2 separate regions of the Mus musculus genome follow, and region 1 is linked to region 2. Evidence: chromatin contacts called from public Hi-C data. All regions are on one chromosome and are shown on one strand. The core of a region is the stretch at or near the end of the contact, and the rest is flanking DNA. Distances in the headings are between cores, read along the strand shown. Region 1 overlaps Stard9 (START domain containing 9). Region 2 holds the start of AV039307 (expressed sequence AV039307).

What was found. A called contact is a pair of places that touch in the nucleus more often than the background predicts.
Region 1: a contact with region 2 is called in a Hi-C map of Th1 cells, with 2.0 times the contacts expected there. The contact joins the enhancer-like site here to the promoter of AV039307 in region 2. A contact is called at or near these places in 2 of 39 promoter capture datasets (embryonic stem cells and stem cell-derived epiblast-like cells), 1 of 15 datasets of contacts at CTCF or cohesin (pro-B cells), 6 of 484 Hi-C or Micro-C datasets (the G1E-ER4 cell line, Th1 cells, adipose-derived mesenchymal stem cells and 1 more), 6 of 115 datasets of contacts at active chromatin or transcription factors (the SCID.adh cell line, embryonic stem cells, large pre-B cells and 1 more) and 4 of 9 other capture datasets (adipose tissue, embryonic stem cells, liver and 1 more).

The regions. Positions count from the first base shown.
Region 1 is chr2:120,661,208-120,668,318 of GRCm38.p6, forward strand. It overlaps Stard9 (START domain containing 9), which reads left to right. Exons shown (of 33, transcript NM_001370940.1): 4 at 3,673-3,789; 5 at 5,166-5,198; 6 at 5,287-5,348; 7 at 6,796-6,908. Among named protein-coding and RNA genes, the nearest start is that of Stard9, 36 kb to the left of the region's middle. Within about 2 kb of position 5,529, at least 9 of the 459 cell types and tissues checked have an H3K27ac peak or open chromatin away from gene starts, as enhancers often do. A contact at or near this core is called in Th1 cells, where this site is marked.
Region 2 is chr2:120,847,852-120,854,400 of GRCm38.p6, forward strand. AV039307 (expressed sequence AV039307) reads left to right here and starts at 2,805. Exons shown (of 4, transcript NR_038350.1): 1 at 2,805-2,914. Ttbk2 (tau tubulin kinase 2) reads right to left here and starts at 2,567. Exons shown (of 16, transcript NM_001024856.2): 1 at 2,205-2,567.

The sequences.
Region 1 (7,111 bases), core at 4,279-6,778, 180 kb before region 2:
TGATTAATGGTGTAATTGAAGTCATATGATTGAGTAAGTGACAGCGGTTGTTTAGATCACGTTCTGAATTAAAGGTTCTTGGTACCAAATAGAGTTAAGTTTTAAATAAAAAGATTCCCATCAAAACCCAAGTCTTTTCAGACTTAAAACGTCCCACTTAGTTCTTCACTAGAAAGTTTCTGGTAGCAACATTTGAAGTTGAAGTTAGTATTTGATACTTAGTTTTAATACTTTCTCATTCTATATTGGAATTGTCTCCGAGTTTCTATTGCTTTGATAAACACTATTGACAGAAGTCAACCGGAGGAAGAAAGGATTGATTTCATCTTATACTTCCAGGTAATAGTTCATCTCTGAGGCAAGTCAGGCAGGGCAGGAACCTGGAGGCAGAAGTCTTGGTATTGACTTGCTCCTCATGGCTTACCCAGTCTGCTTTCTTACAGCACCCAGGACCACCAGCTCAGTATGGCACCACCCACCGTGGGCTGAACCCTCTCATATCAATCAGTAATTGGGGAAATGCTCTATAGACTTGCCTACAGGCAAGTTGTTTGTTTGGTTTTTTTTTTTTCTTTTTTCAAGATATAGTTTTCTGTATAACAGCCCTGGCTGTCCTGGAACTCACTTTGTGGACCAGGCTAGCCTCAGCTCACAGAGATCTGCAGGCCTCTGCCTCTCAGAGGCACACAGTGGATTGAAGGTAGCCTACAGGCGATTCTGATGGAGACATTGTTTTCAGTTAAGAGTTCCTCTTTCCAAATGACTCCAGCTTGTGTTAACATGATATAAAACTAGCCAGTCAGGAACCATGTGTGTTTTTTAAAGTTAATTTTGGTATGAGTCCTACTTGAGATAGAGAACATAATTCTAACAGAACAAAAATCTATCCAGACCAAAGAAACTTACCAGTGGCAAGTTCCTTTAGTAATATATAGGTCATCCCTATGTTTGGATCTTAAGCGATTGTCATGGAATTGTTAACAGTGTTGGTGATTCTAGTTGGGTTTGAGAAAGGCATATAGGCATGTCTCAGCCAAGTCTGGTGGTGTACCCATTTAATCTCGACAGTCAGGAGGCAAGAGGCCCATGGATCTCTCTGAGTTTGAGGCCAGCCTGGTCTACAAAACTAGTTCTAGGACAGCCAGAGTTGCACAGAGAAACCTTGTCTCAAAAAACCAAACCAAACAAACAAACAAAGAAAACAAAAGGTTGTGGTTAGTCTGTATTATATACTTTCTACTACTTGAACTGTTAAAGGTAGATAGATAGATAGATAGATAGATAGATAGATAGATAGATAGATAGATAGATAGATAGATAGATGAAGTTGCCTATCTCTCCTGAATGGGAGCCTGCAGCACACAGCAGTTCACTGTCTTACTTTAACTTTTAGGTTGTCATAGTGAGCTGCTTACATCTGCTTCGTTGTGTTAACCTGGGTAGAGTGGGACACAGGTTCTTTGCCCATTTTCCTCTTTCTAAGGTGGTAGGTTTTCCGGGATTGGATGTGCTAAGTCTAACAGCTGTATCTTAACAGGCTCTGTCATTTTTGGATAAAGCTCAGATGCTTGTTGACATCTTTTATCATTAGGCAAAGTGCTTTCTTCAAAGATGCTTTTAGAAAACATATAGGCAGTTATTTGCATTTGGATAAAAATATAGACAAAGAGGACATAGGCCCACCACACATATGTAGCAGATGTGCACCTGGTCTTCATGTGGGTCCCTCCACAGCTGGAGCAGGAGCTGTCCCAGCCTCTGTTGGCTGCCTGTAGACCAATTCCTCAACTGGGCCACCTTGTCTGGCTTCAGTAGAAGATGATGCACTTAGTCCTGTATTGACTTGGTGTGCCAGGGTAGGGTGATACCCAAGAGGAGAAGGGGGTGGGGTGGGGGTAGGTAGGGGCTGGGTGAAGTGGGGACCAGGAGGTGAGTGGGGGCTTTGATTGGGATATAAAACAAATAAATTAATTATGGGAAAAATATGGACAAAATTTTTTGTTTGTTTTTCACTCTCTCTTTTCTCTGCTCAGCTGATCATAAACTGTGGGCAGAAAAAAAAACCCGTTTATATTTAGATACGGTTCTTTGCTGTCTCCACCTCCCTTCCCAGCTCTTGTCCTAGGAAGTTGTTCTGTGGAAGATTTTCCAAATAATTAGTGGATGGTAATTAACTCATTTAATCTAATGCAGCAAATACTAATACTTCTTCACACTCAAGAATTTCACCTTCTCTGGCTTTAGGAGGCAAACAAGACCTCACCTGATCTTTAACTTTGCTAACATGGAGTTAGTGTGACTAGAGAGATCTGCAAGAGAGATCATGGGAGCTTCAGTCTTTTACTGCATGCTGGCTTCCTATGGCCTTTTGCCCAGATAATGGAAGCATTAAAAAGCAAACAAAAACAAATAGTTCTCTGCCAAGAAGCATAGCTGCAGCTGCTAAAATACAGAGCTGTGCAGTCCTGATTTAGCTGCTGTCTATTTCTGGTTGCCCCTGGTTTTATGTGTGACATCAGTCTGTGTGATACTGATCTATCTTACAGCTAGAGAAACTGAAGCTTACAAAACTTGCCCAGGATCACCCTGCTTTGAAGTATATGACCCACACTACAATTTGGTACCATAGCAGATGAGTCAGAATTCAAAGGGAAGTTGAAAAAAAAATAAAGATCAGGAACACAGTGGTACCCCCTAGGCATCAGGGATCCAATCACAGCACAGAACAGGCAGCAGAGCGCCATCTACCACACTTCTGCCTCTGTGATTGCTCCTCTGGGAGAGTTTGTCAACTGCTGTCTGCTTTTGTCCCTCTTTGGAAAGTCTCCCTGGTTGGTAGCCTCCTCTCAGATGTCACTGTTCCAGCAGTCAGTAAGTGAAGAGGGCGCTGAGGTGGAGAACTGGGTTCTGCTTTCCACCAAGACCAGCATCCGTGGCCACAAGTGCTCAGTGCTGCCTAGCAGAGTTCGGTTGAGGTTTCGGGAAACCTAGGAACTTAAAGCCCAGTTTCCACAGGAGGACTTCTGGAGGCTTCTGAATTTGTCACAGAACCTGATCTCAGCTGAAGTGACTGTCTAGCAGAACCTGCCAGCTCTCAGGGGCAGTCAGAAGACGGACCCTCAGGGACAACTTTCCCTAACTTTTGAGCTAAACTGGTCCTGTGGGGTCTTCAGGCCTTGAGTTTATCTTTCTGGGTTGAGTTTCACTATCACCATACCCTTAGCCAAGTAAGCATTTCCCTATGAGGAGGAAATGTATAGTTTTGCTTTTTTATCTTTGTCCTGCCTTAGATTCTTTTTGTTAGACTAAGGAACACCAGGGCTGAGATACAGCTCAGTCCCTTAAGAATACTCACTGGTCTTTCAGAGGACCCAGTTCAGTTCCTAGTACTCAGATAGCTCACAACTGTCTGTAACTTCAATCCTATGGGATTGTGTGTAATACTCTACATGCATATATACAGAAATAATTAAAAATAAATCTTTAGAAAGTACTAGAAAATATGCACCTTTAAAAATTTTTTCCGTTACAATCTTTTTCCTGAAGTTGAATTGATTCTTATGAAATGATTGAGTTTAGATTCAATATCTTATATTTTTTAGATTAAAAATATTTCTAAATGTGCTCTGGGAAAATGGGCCAATGACAAGCTGTCTGCTTTTGTTGTTACAGGTGTTCCGGGACTTGGGAACTGAAGTACTGTCTGGAGCAGCCAAAGGCTACAACATATGTCTCTTTGCCTATGGGCAGACAGGCTCTGGGAAGACATATACCATGCTGGGGACTCCAGTGAGTATTGGCACTGAAGTGAACTTTTTTTTTTTTTTTTTTTTTTGTTTTTTCGGACAGAGTTTCTCTGTGTAGCCCTGGCTGTCCTGGAACTCACTCTATAGACCATGCTGGCCTCGAACTCAGAAATTCGCCTGCCTCTGCCTCCCAAGTGCTGGGATTAAAGGCATGTGCCACCATGTCAACTACACTCACGGTAGCTGTTTTCAGACACCAGAAGAGGGCATCAGATTTCATTACAGATGGTTGTGAGCCACCATGTGGTTGCTGGGACTTGAACTCAGGATCTCTGGAAGAGCAGTCAGTGCTCTTAACCACTGAGCCATCTCTCTAGCCCAAGGATAGCATTCTTAATAATACCTTTTCTGATGTTAGGTGTGGTAGTGCACACCTTTAATCCTGGCAGAGGCAGGAGGATCTCTGTGAGTTCAAGACCAGCTTGGACTATAAAATAAATCCAGGACAGCCAGAACTGTTATACAGAGAAATCCTGCCTTGCAAAACAAACAAACAAACAAACAAACAAGTCTATCCTTTGTTTTAGATTTAGAAGTATGCCAATGAGATGACTTGGGCAGTGGTTGACAGATAACCTTGCATAGGGACAGTCTGAAATAGCCACTTCTCTGTGAAGTGTTTCCTCATTGTTTCCTTTGTCCATGAGTAGTGTGGTTTCAGATATTTGAAATTAAAAGAAGAAATTGGGGGCTGGTGAGATGGCTCAGTGGGTAAGAGCACCCGACTGCTCTTCCAAAGGTCGGAAGTTCAAATCCCAGCAACCACATGGTGGCTCACAACCATCCGTAACAAGATCTGACTCCCTCTTCTGGAGTGTCTGAAGACAGCTACAGTGTACTTACATATAATAACTTACATATAATAAATAAATAAATAAATAAATCTTTAAAAAAAAAAGAAGAAGAAGAAATTGCCCAATGAACCAAGGAGAATAAAACTTTAAACCTCTGGATATGAGGTAGAGGAAATAGCAGCTTCTTTGAATTTCTGCACAGTTTTGCAGAGGGTGTTCGTTCATGTGTCCAGTGTCTAGGGGTAGCAGTAGGGATCTAGAAGGGACCACATTAGTAGTGTGAACTCATCTAAGCACGATGAAGTTCACTGCAGGAAAGCATATGCCTAGGTTTCCTGCTTCTCTTATTTGTCTTATGGTGATAATCTGCCCCTCGTCTGTATGTCCGTCCCTTTTGTTAGTCTCTCCTGAAAGTGCCAGCAAGTAGTCTTCTATACACTGCTGTATAGGCTAGCTCGCACACACAGCCACCCTGTGTGCTCAGGGACTCCAGGTGCTTTGTGGTAAGATGAGGGCATGTGGGCAGTGTGGGTCAACAGTAATGCTTTCCTTTTCTTGTCACCAGGCCTCTGTTGGGCTGACTCCGAGGATATGTGAGGTATAGATTCTCTTTGGGTCACGTCCTCCCCCCGTGGGCTTCCTATGTCAGCTTCCTTCAGTAAAGCCTAACGCTCTGGTCTGTGCAGGGTCTCTTCATCAGGGAGGATGACTGTGCCTCTCAGCCTTGTTCCCGTAGCATAAAAGTAAGGTAAGAGCTCAAGCCCCAGACCCCAGATGTCCCATTTCCATCCCCAGCTCCTTTCACGTCAGGGTCAGCAGAGGGGTGGAGAAAATCCGCAGAGGACACATCATGCAGTATAGGAAATGGGACACATACTAAGCCTTTGGGTTGCCCCGGACTAGCCCATCAGGTTCCTCCTGTGCCTCTGTTCCCCTCACTTCCTGTTGTCTCACTCTTGCTTTTGGGATTCCCCTCCTAACCCTTGTTGGCTCATTCTGGAGATTTCAGACCGACTTTCCAGACTAGTGCTAGGTACAAGGTTTTGTTTTGTTTTGTTTTGTCAGACAGCATCATGCTATGTAACCTAGGCTGGCCTCAGACCCTTTATCCTGCTGTTTTACCCTCCCAAGTGTTGTAGTTATAAGCATGATCCTCTATGGCCTAGCAAAACAAAGTTTTACCAAGCTGCATTGAGAAAAATATTGATATATGATTACTAGGTTTTCTTTTCTTTTCTTTCTTCCTTTCTTTCTATCTTCCTTTTTTAATAATTTTATTTGTATGAGTACACTGTCGCTGTCTTCAGACACACCAGAAGAGGGCATCAGATTCCATTACAGATGGTTGTGAGCCACCATGTGGTTGCTGGAAATGGAACTCAGGACCTCTGGAAGAGCAGTCAGTGCATCTCTCTAGCCCTCTTTTTTCCCCCCTCTCTTCCTCCTTCCTACCATCTTTCCTTCCTTCCTTTTTTTCTTTCTTTTCTGAGACAGTTTCTCTGCATATCCCGACTGTCATAGGACTAACTCTGTAGACCAGGCTAGCCTCAAACTCACAGACATCAGCACACTTTCTGCCTCCTGAGTACTGGGATTCAAGGTGTGCACCACCACTGCCTGACTTTATTAGTTTTTCTTTAAACCTTGTATTCTCCTTCCTTTCTCACCTCCTCTCTTCCCTTCCTGTTATATGTAATCATTATTGGTTTAGTTAAAAATGAAATAGATCTCTAGACAGTATAACATCTTGTTCACAGTCTTGATGTGTAGAACAGATTAGAGTTGTCCAGCTGACAGCAAGGCCAAGGGTGGGACCTTCACATTTAATTTCCTCTGTTGGCTTAGTAGTGGACCTTGAGATGAGGCGTTTAAGTTATGAGCCTGTGGTGTATGGGAACCATTCTCATTCAAAGCACCACAACCTCCCTCACCTCCCCCAAATAGTGCCTAGTTGGTGAATTAGGGGCCAAGCATTTAAATGCCTGAGACTGTAAGCATTTCTCATTCAAATTACCACAAGCACATATACCGCTTTTGCAAAGGGTTGTTTTATTTCCAGCATTCATGACTGATGCCCTGGCTTGGTTGAAGTCTTAAGGTTATCAGAGCCAGAACAGGAAACCTTGTGGTTCTCAGTTTAGTATTTTTCCTTTTTCTACAGAATCTAATGGCCATGCCTTTTTTTGTGTCTTTAGCTTCCTAGAAATCTACAACGAACGGGTGAGAGATCTTTTGAAACAATCCAATCAAAATAAGTCCTATACCTTAAGGGTCAGGGAGCACCCAGAGATGGGACCCTACGTCCAAGGTGAGCTTCTGTGATCGTGGGAATTGGAGAGCCCCCTGAAGTTTAGGAAGTTCTCCTAATGTTTGATAACTTTCTCAGCATGTGAAGTGAAGGTTTTCTGTGTGCTGGCTACTGTGCTGGACATTGCTGACATGACATGGCAAGCTTCACAGGCAAGCTTAAATTCTGCTGAAAGTGTCATGAGGCAAACAATTGCACGTTGT
Region 2 (6,549 bases), core at 1,555-4,054:
GCATTCACACAATGCAATTACATATATGCAGGCAAAACAAATACACATTTAAAAAAAAGATCAATGAGCTGGGTGTGGTGGTGCATGCTTGCAATCCTAGTTACTCAGGTGACAAACACAGGCAGATCACAAGACCCAGGCCAGTCTGGGCAAACTAGGAAGATCCTTTTTCAAAATAAAATGTAAAGCTGGGGTTACAGCTCCGTTGGTAGCGTGCTTGCCTAGAATGCATGAAGCCCTGGGTTTGAACCCCAGCACGGCATTAAAATGGTAGTTAACACCTGTAATTCCAGCACTTGGGAGGCCCAGTCAGAAGGATTCCTGGGGCTTCAGGACCTGCCTGGACTACATAATAATTCTGCCTCTAAACCACAAAGCAACATCATCCATAGGTGTCACTTGTAAAAGTTGTATAGCATACAAAAAACTTCCTGCTTGCCAACAAAGTGAAACTTAAATTCCATAATCAGAACTAAGCTGTGTTAACTATGCTTTGAAAAACCAATAGTTTATCACTGCATACATGTTCAGATAAAACACTGGTACACACAAAGTAAAAATCTCAACACTTTTAAACAACCGATGACTATCACATTTTGAATGCATCTTTATGTGTAAATTGCTCCCTAGAATTTTTTAAATTATACAAACTTCATTTCTTACATGACATTTAAGGATATATGAAGTCCTACATAATTGCTCAGCTTTCCTGGGGTATTAAAAAAAAAAAACAGTACCTAACAAGAGAACCTGAAGTCATATACAACATGGAATTCAATGATACATGAACCATATACAAGATGATGAACAAGATACAATCTCTAAGTCAGCTTTCTATTCATAATTAAATTGTTTCAGTTTGAAATTATAAATAAAATGAAGTTATGTATGAGCCTTAATGTCTCTTATGTGTCCAAAACTGAAAGAGGAAAATCAGTTTCTAACACTCCATTATAAAGTTAAACTATTAGAGAAACCTTCCTTTGTAGTCATGCTTCAAACATCCTTTCTGGTGTCTATAAAAATTCATCATACAGGAAATATAAGCTTCTGCGTTAAAGAGTTCTTTCATTATGCTTTAATTTTTAATAGATCATAATCCTCATCAGGATAGATTCTCCAAGATGGCATACTGTTATATCTGTCACCATTGCAGCTTCTTTAAAATCGCAACATAAAAAGTAAAAAGTATTCAACCCACTCAATACTTTTTAAAAAATCCTCATTTTTTTTACTCCTTAAATGAATGTTATTCTAGTCCACTTTGCTGAAAGAAAACAGATACATCTTTGCAGTCTATCCTGGCAAGTCCATGTTTAATGTCACTGCAACTATTAATGGCTCAAAACCAAACACTGAAACAAAACACAGCCTGAATCCTCCTTGTATTTGAGAGTTTGAGTCCATTCACAATACACTCTCTCACACACATTCAATTCTACTAAATAACATCTTCCCATCATATACAGGTTAAAATAGAATTGTCTTCTTTAAATGTTAAAGGACAGCTTCCAAAGCTAGGGGAGAGAAGCCTATCAACTTTAATCCAAAGCAAAGTACAACTCAATGTCATTTTTACCTCTAAGGCAGCGCCACAACTGAAACAAAATGAACTTCATTTAAGGATCAGGTATCCTAGCATCCCCATGATTATTTACTTCTCTGACTCGACAGTGCGTATATGTAGGCTCTTTTGTCCCTCTTTTGGCATCCCCGCGTATCAACAGCATCATCTTTGTCAAAGCAAATCCCTCTGGTCATTACTTCAATACTACAAAGTCCCGGCCTTCCTTGTTACCACACAAATGAGATTCGGTAGTCCCGTCACTCTTCCATTACAGTGGGAAAAGCAAGATAGAATGAAACGCTCATAATTTCAAAAGACTCCTCTCTGCTCGGTCCTGGTAGCCAGAAGAGTCATGAGTACAAGTGATATATGGGTCACCCACAGAAACAGACGAAGCAGCTTCATGAACCTCCAAGTTCAGGGAAGGCACCCAAAGCCTCCGGGGAAATGGGGCAGAACCAGAAAGATCTGTGGGATGAGGATCAATTTGGGTCTGGCGTCGCCTCAGGGCGTGGGCATAAGAAACCCAGGGGTCTCGGGCAGTCTCCCCTCCACGCCTCGGTTGAGCTGAACGAGGGATGAGGCGGGCGCAGGGAAGCTTCTTGGAGACGCCCTGGGGCTCGGGGGTGTGTCCTACCTGGGCCGCGGCGGACGCAGGATCTCTGACGGAGGACGAGGGTCTAGCTCAGGGTCCGCACCGGCAGGAGTCACCGCTCAGCAGGCGGGCCCGCCACCGCCTGCCCATCCCCCGCCGCCCACTGCGGCGGGACCGGAGCGCGGCTTAGACGGCCGGCGGTCCCTTCGGATGCCGTCCGCGTCTAAAGGCGGCGGCAGCGGCTGCGGGTATTGCTGCGGATTGTCCCGGGCCGCTGCTCTCGTGCCAGCCCCTGCTCCTCCTCCTCCTCCTGCCGCCGCCGCCTCCTCGTCCCTACCGCTCCCATCGCCGCTGCGGCGACTACTGCAGCGCCCGCTGACCCGGCCCGACGTTACTCTCCCCCCCGCAAGCCGCACAGCCTAGCCCACCCGCCCTGCCAGCGCGCACCGCCCACCTCTCCGCCGCGGGTGCTGATTGGAGAGCACGTTCCCAGCCTGTGGCGTCGGTTGGCTAGTCCCATTGCCTATCAGGAAGGGGGCGGAGAATTGGGCCGAGAGTGTCTCCGCCCCCCACCGGAGAATTGCCGCTATCTTCAGGTTTGCCTGAGAGGGCGAGTTACCGGGAAAGGAGCATCACAATGACAGTGCGCGTGTGCTTGGGAATTCTGGGACTCGTAGTTCCAGCCTCCGCTGCAACGGCCGGCCTGTCCTGAGGAGAGATGTAAGGCGCAGTGCTTCTGAGAGCCGACTTCAGTAGGTGTTCTCCTAGCTCAGCGTGCTTATGGCCACAGAGTTGGGCCCTTTGGAAGAAAATTGGTAATGCTTTGTCACTGAGGCGGTCGCGTCGAGAATCGTGAGGCCGGGTCATTGCTTAAGGTCTACTCGCCTGCTCAGACCTAGAGCTGCCAGGATCTGGGAAATGGGCGCTGTCCCCTAACCTAAGCTGCTAACTAGGGCCGGGAAACCCGAAGGTATTGGGAGAAAAGAAAGGAGTTACAAAGATGTCAGCCTGGCGAGGGAGTGCCCATTCACAACCCACGAAAAAAGATTTCATTGGCTTTTTGATAAAGACAATGAACAACTTTCATGTGGACCAGTCTGGGACTCTAAGCTTGGAGTTTGCAGGAGTGGCTCAAGACACACAAAGACTAACTATGAAGGGTGGGACACCGAGGCTGTATGGGAGACGTATTTCATGTTGAATGTGCCAAGCTCTTTGGTGAAAAAAAACAAAACAAAACCTAAGAGTAAGTCCCTCTTCTTTCTTTACTATCCATTATATAGACATTAAAAATTAAGAATAAACTTTACCAAGATCACAAAACTGATGTCAAAACCAAACTGCGGACCTATTCCATATTGTATGCCCAACGTTCTTTTTTCCTTAACAATTGCAATGACTGCCACGAGTTTGCCAGGAACAGAGAGGATGCAATGGTATGAATTGTAAAGGTTCACTTTTTGTTTTTGTTTTTGTTTTTGTTTTTGTTTTTCGAGACAAGGTTTCTCTGTATATCCCTGGCTGTCCTGGAACTCACTCTGTAGACCAGGCTGGCCTCGAACTCAGAAATCTGCCTGCCTCTGCTTCCCGAGTGCTGGGATTAAAGGCGTGCGCCACCACACCCGGCTCAAAGGTTCACTTTTACTTTCAAATATTTTCTTAGGTGACAAAAGTGTTCTTACTGTTAAGGAACTACCATCCTCTTTATATTCCTTTACAAGCAGGAGACATCCTTACTGCCTGTCATGTGCAGACTCTTGGACAGAAACCAAAACAAAAGACAACTGATGGTGAGGTCATCTTGTTCTATTCAAACATGAAGGCGTTGCCAGATTGTTTTGTTTCTATTGATGAAAGTTGGAAAATGCTTTTTTCCCCCATTATTCAATACAGACATGTGCTACAAAAACAGGTAGAATTTAAAAATTAGGTTAAGATACAAATGGGTTTCATTGTGGAATCTTCATTGTTTTCTTTTAAAGATAGGCTGTAGCCCCCATGAAGCCCTGAATAGCCTCAGTTTTTTGATCTTCCTGCCTCAGTCTTGGGCATGCTGCAATTACAGCTTCCAGCTGGCATCTTGACAATCACCTTGTAAAATAAGCCAAGCCGGAATCAGCTAGCTAAGCCATTCCCCACATTCAGCCCCACAAAAATATGATACAATAAATGTTTAAGGTTTAATCTGCAGTATCAAAAATAAATGTTTACTATTATCTTCAACACTGGTTGATTGTGTGGCGATAACTACTAATACAGAAAGATTTGGGAAAATAGGCAGTGATGGTGCACACCTTTAGTCCCAGCACTCAGGAGACAGAGGCAGGCGTTTCTCTGTGAGTTTGAGGTCACCCTGGTCTACAGAGAGAGTTCCAGGACAACCAGGGCTACACAGAGAAACCCTGCTTTAAAATAAAAAAAGAAAAGAAAAGAGATTTGGGGAAATAAAGGTGAAATAGAAGACTGACTCAGGTGTGCGGATACTCTGGATACATGAAGGAACAAAACTCAGACTTAAGAAAAATCTTACAAAGTAGTCAGTAAGATTCAGTTTTATACCAGGTAGACTTCATATAAGACATAATTCACTTTACAATAGTTATTTTCCCCTTTGCTCCAGCATGAAATAAACAATACACTGAATAACCCTCTCCTTTTCCTGTTCTTCCATGTGTGTGCTAATCTACCCACATTTAGGTGCCACTTTGTAATATGTCTCCCCCACCCCCATCTCAACAGGAAATTACCTATGTGGGTCATTTGCAGCACGAGGTTACCAGGGCAACATGACAATGTTTTGTTTATTGTACCCTAGCAGGGTAAGCACAATGCTCCTGAATCACATCCCCAGCCCCAACACCACAGTATGAATCAGCATGAAGATCAAAGAAAGAAGATGGCTGACAGGGCTTTCCTTCCTTGTCTTTAAAAATTCTCCTGGGATGTGAAGGAAGTGTTGAGTGCCCCTCTCTGCACCTGTGATGGCTAATATCCTTTGTCAACTTGACAGGGTTCTAGCTAGAATCACCAAAGAGACAAGCTCTTTGCTCTCTTCCATGTGTCTATGAGGGATTATCTAGATTTTGTTAGTGGAGAGGGGGAAGACACACCCTAGTCCAGGTGGCATTATAGGGTGCAGAGGAACCCTGAGTGAATGTGTGCAGTTGACATGAGAAAGGCAAAGCACCTAACATCCCCCGATCTGGGTGCAAATGCTGGCTGTGTGAGCAGAAAAGCAAGAAAGGAAGTTAACCACCAAGAGGACCAGACATCTCACACTCCACAGCTTCCCCCGCCCCATACTGACTCTGTACCTTTGAACTATGAACCAAAATAAACTCTTCCTTAAGCTGCTTCCTCCCCCAACTCCGCCCCCCCTCCCAACCAGGTGTTTTGTCAGCACAAGAGAATTAGCTAAGTTGCACCAGAAAAGCCAAAGTCTCAGGTGGCCAAGAGTGTAGCTCACTGGTAGAGCACAGGTTCATCATGAACAATGTTTTAAGTCCAATTCCTGGGGTCAAAAAAGCAAAAACAAAACCTCTCAGACCCCAGAACTGTACACTAATAACTGTGTATTAATTTCCTTATAGCTGTCAGGCTGCTTTCAAACTGAGTACACAGAGCTTCAAACCATGAAATCCAATCGTGGGATTTACAGTGCTTCTGCAAACCACCAAACAGCCTTGCCTTTATATTCTCCATCAAACTAGTTTCTATTTAAACATTACTCAATTGACAGAATCTCTATAAACAAATTTTCATAGGGTGGACTACTTTGCTAGGCACTAGAAAAACAAATACAAATAAACTTCAGAGTTCTGCTATGTATTTAGCAAATAGAATGCATTGTAGCAACTACTGCTTTGGAAGTTTGTAGCTCAGTTAGACACACTATAACAGGAATCACTAAACAAGACTGTGTGTGAGCAGCAGAGGCCCGAGATTCTCTGAGAGTGCCCCGGTTCAGTTTTTAACAGAAACCTCCTCACACCAATTGTATGAACTACCCTGTTTTGTGTCCTGGTTTTATTTTTTAATAATTTCAAAACTTCATCATTTTGTGTTGATAAGCTTTATGTCAAAAATTTAAAATCCAAATATGAAGAATAAAGCTAGAAAAAAGTGTTGGACAGCTAGACAAGGTAGCCATAATTTGGAGGATATGAGTTATTGAATATCAATTTTGGTTTGATAGCAATTAAAATAGACTATAAGGGAGTATTGAGCCTGACAAAAGTTAAAGAAAGAAAAAGTTTACATTTGTAAAGTAATTCCAGGGTAAGATCAATGCTGGAGCATTTGACTAACTTGCCTAAAGACCCTGGGTTTGATCTCTAGCACTGCCAAAAGAAGGGAAGAAATGATTCTATGATTCTATTCTAATTAT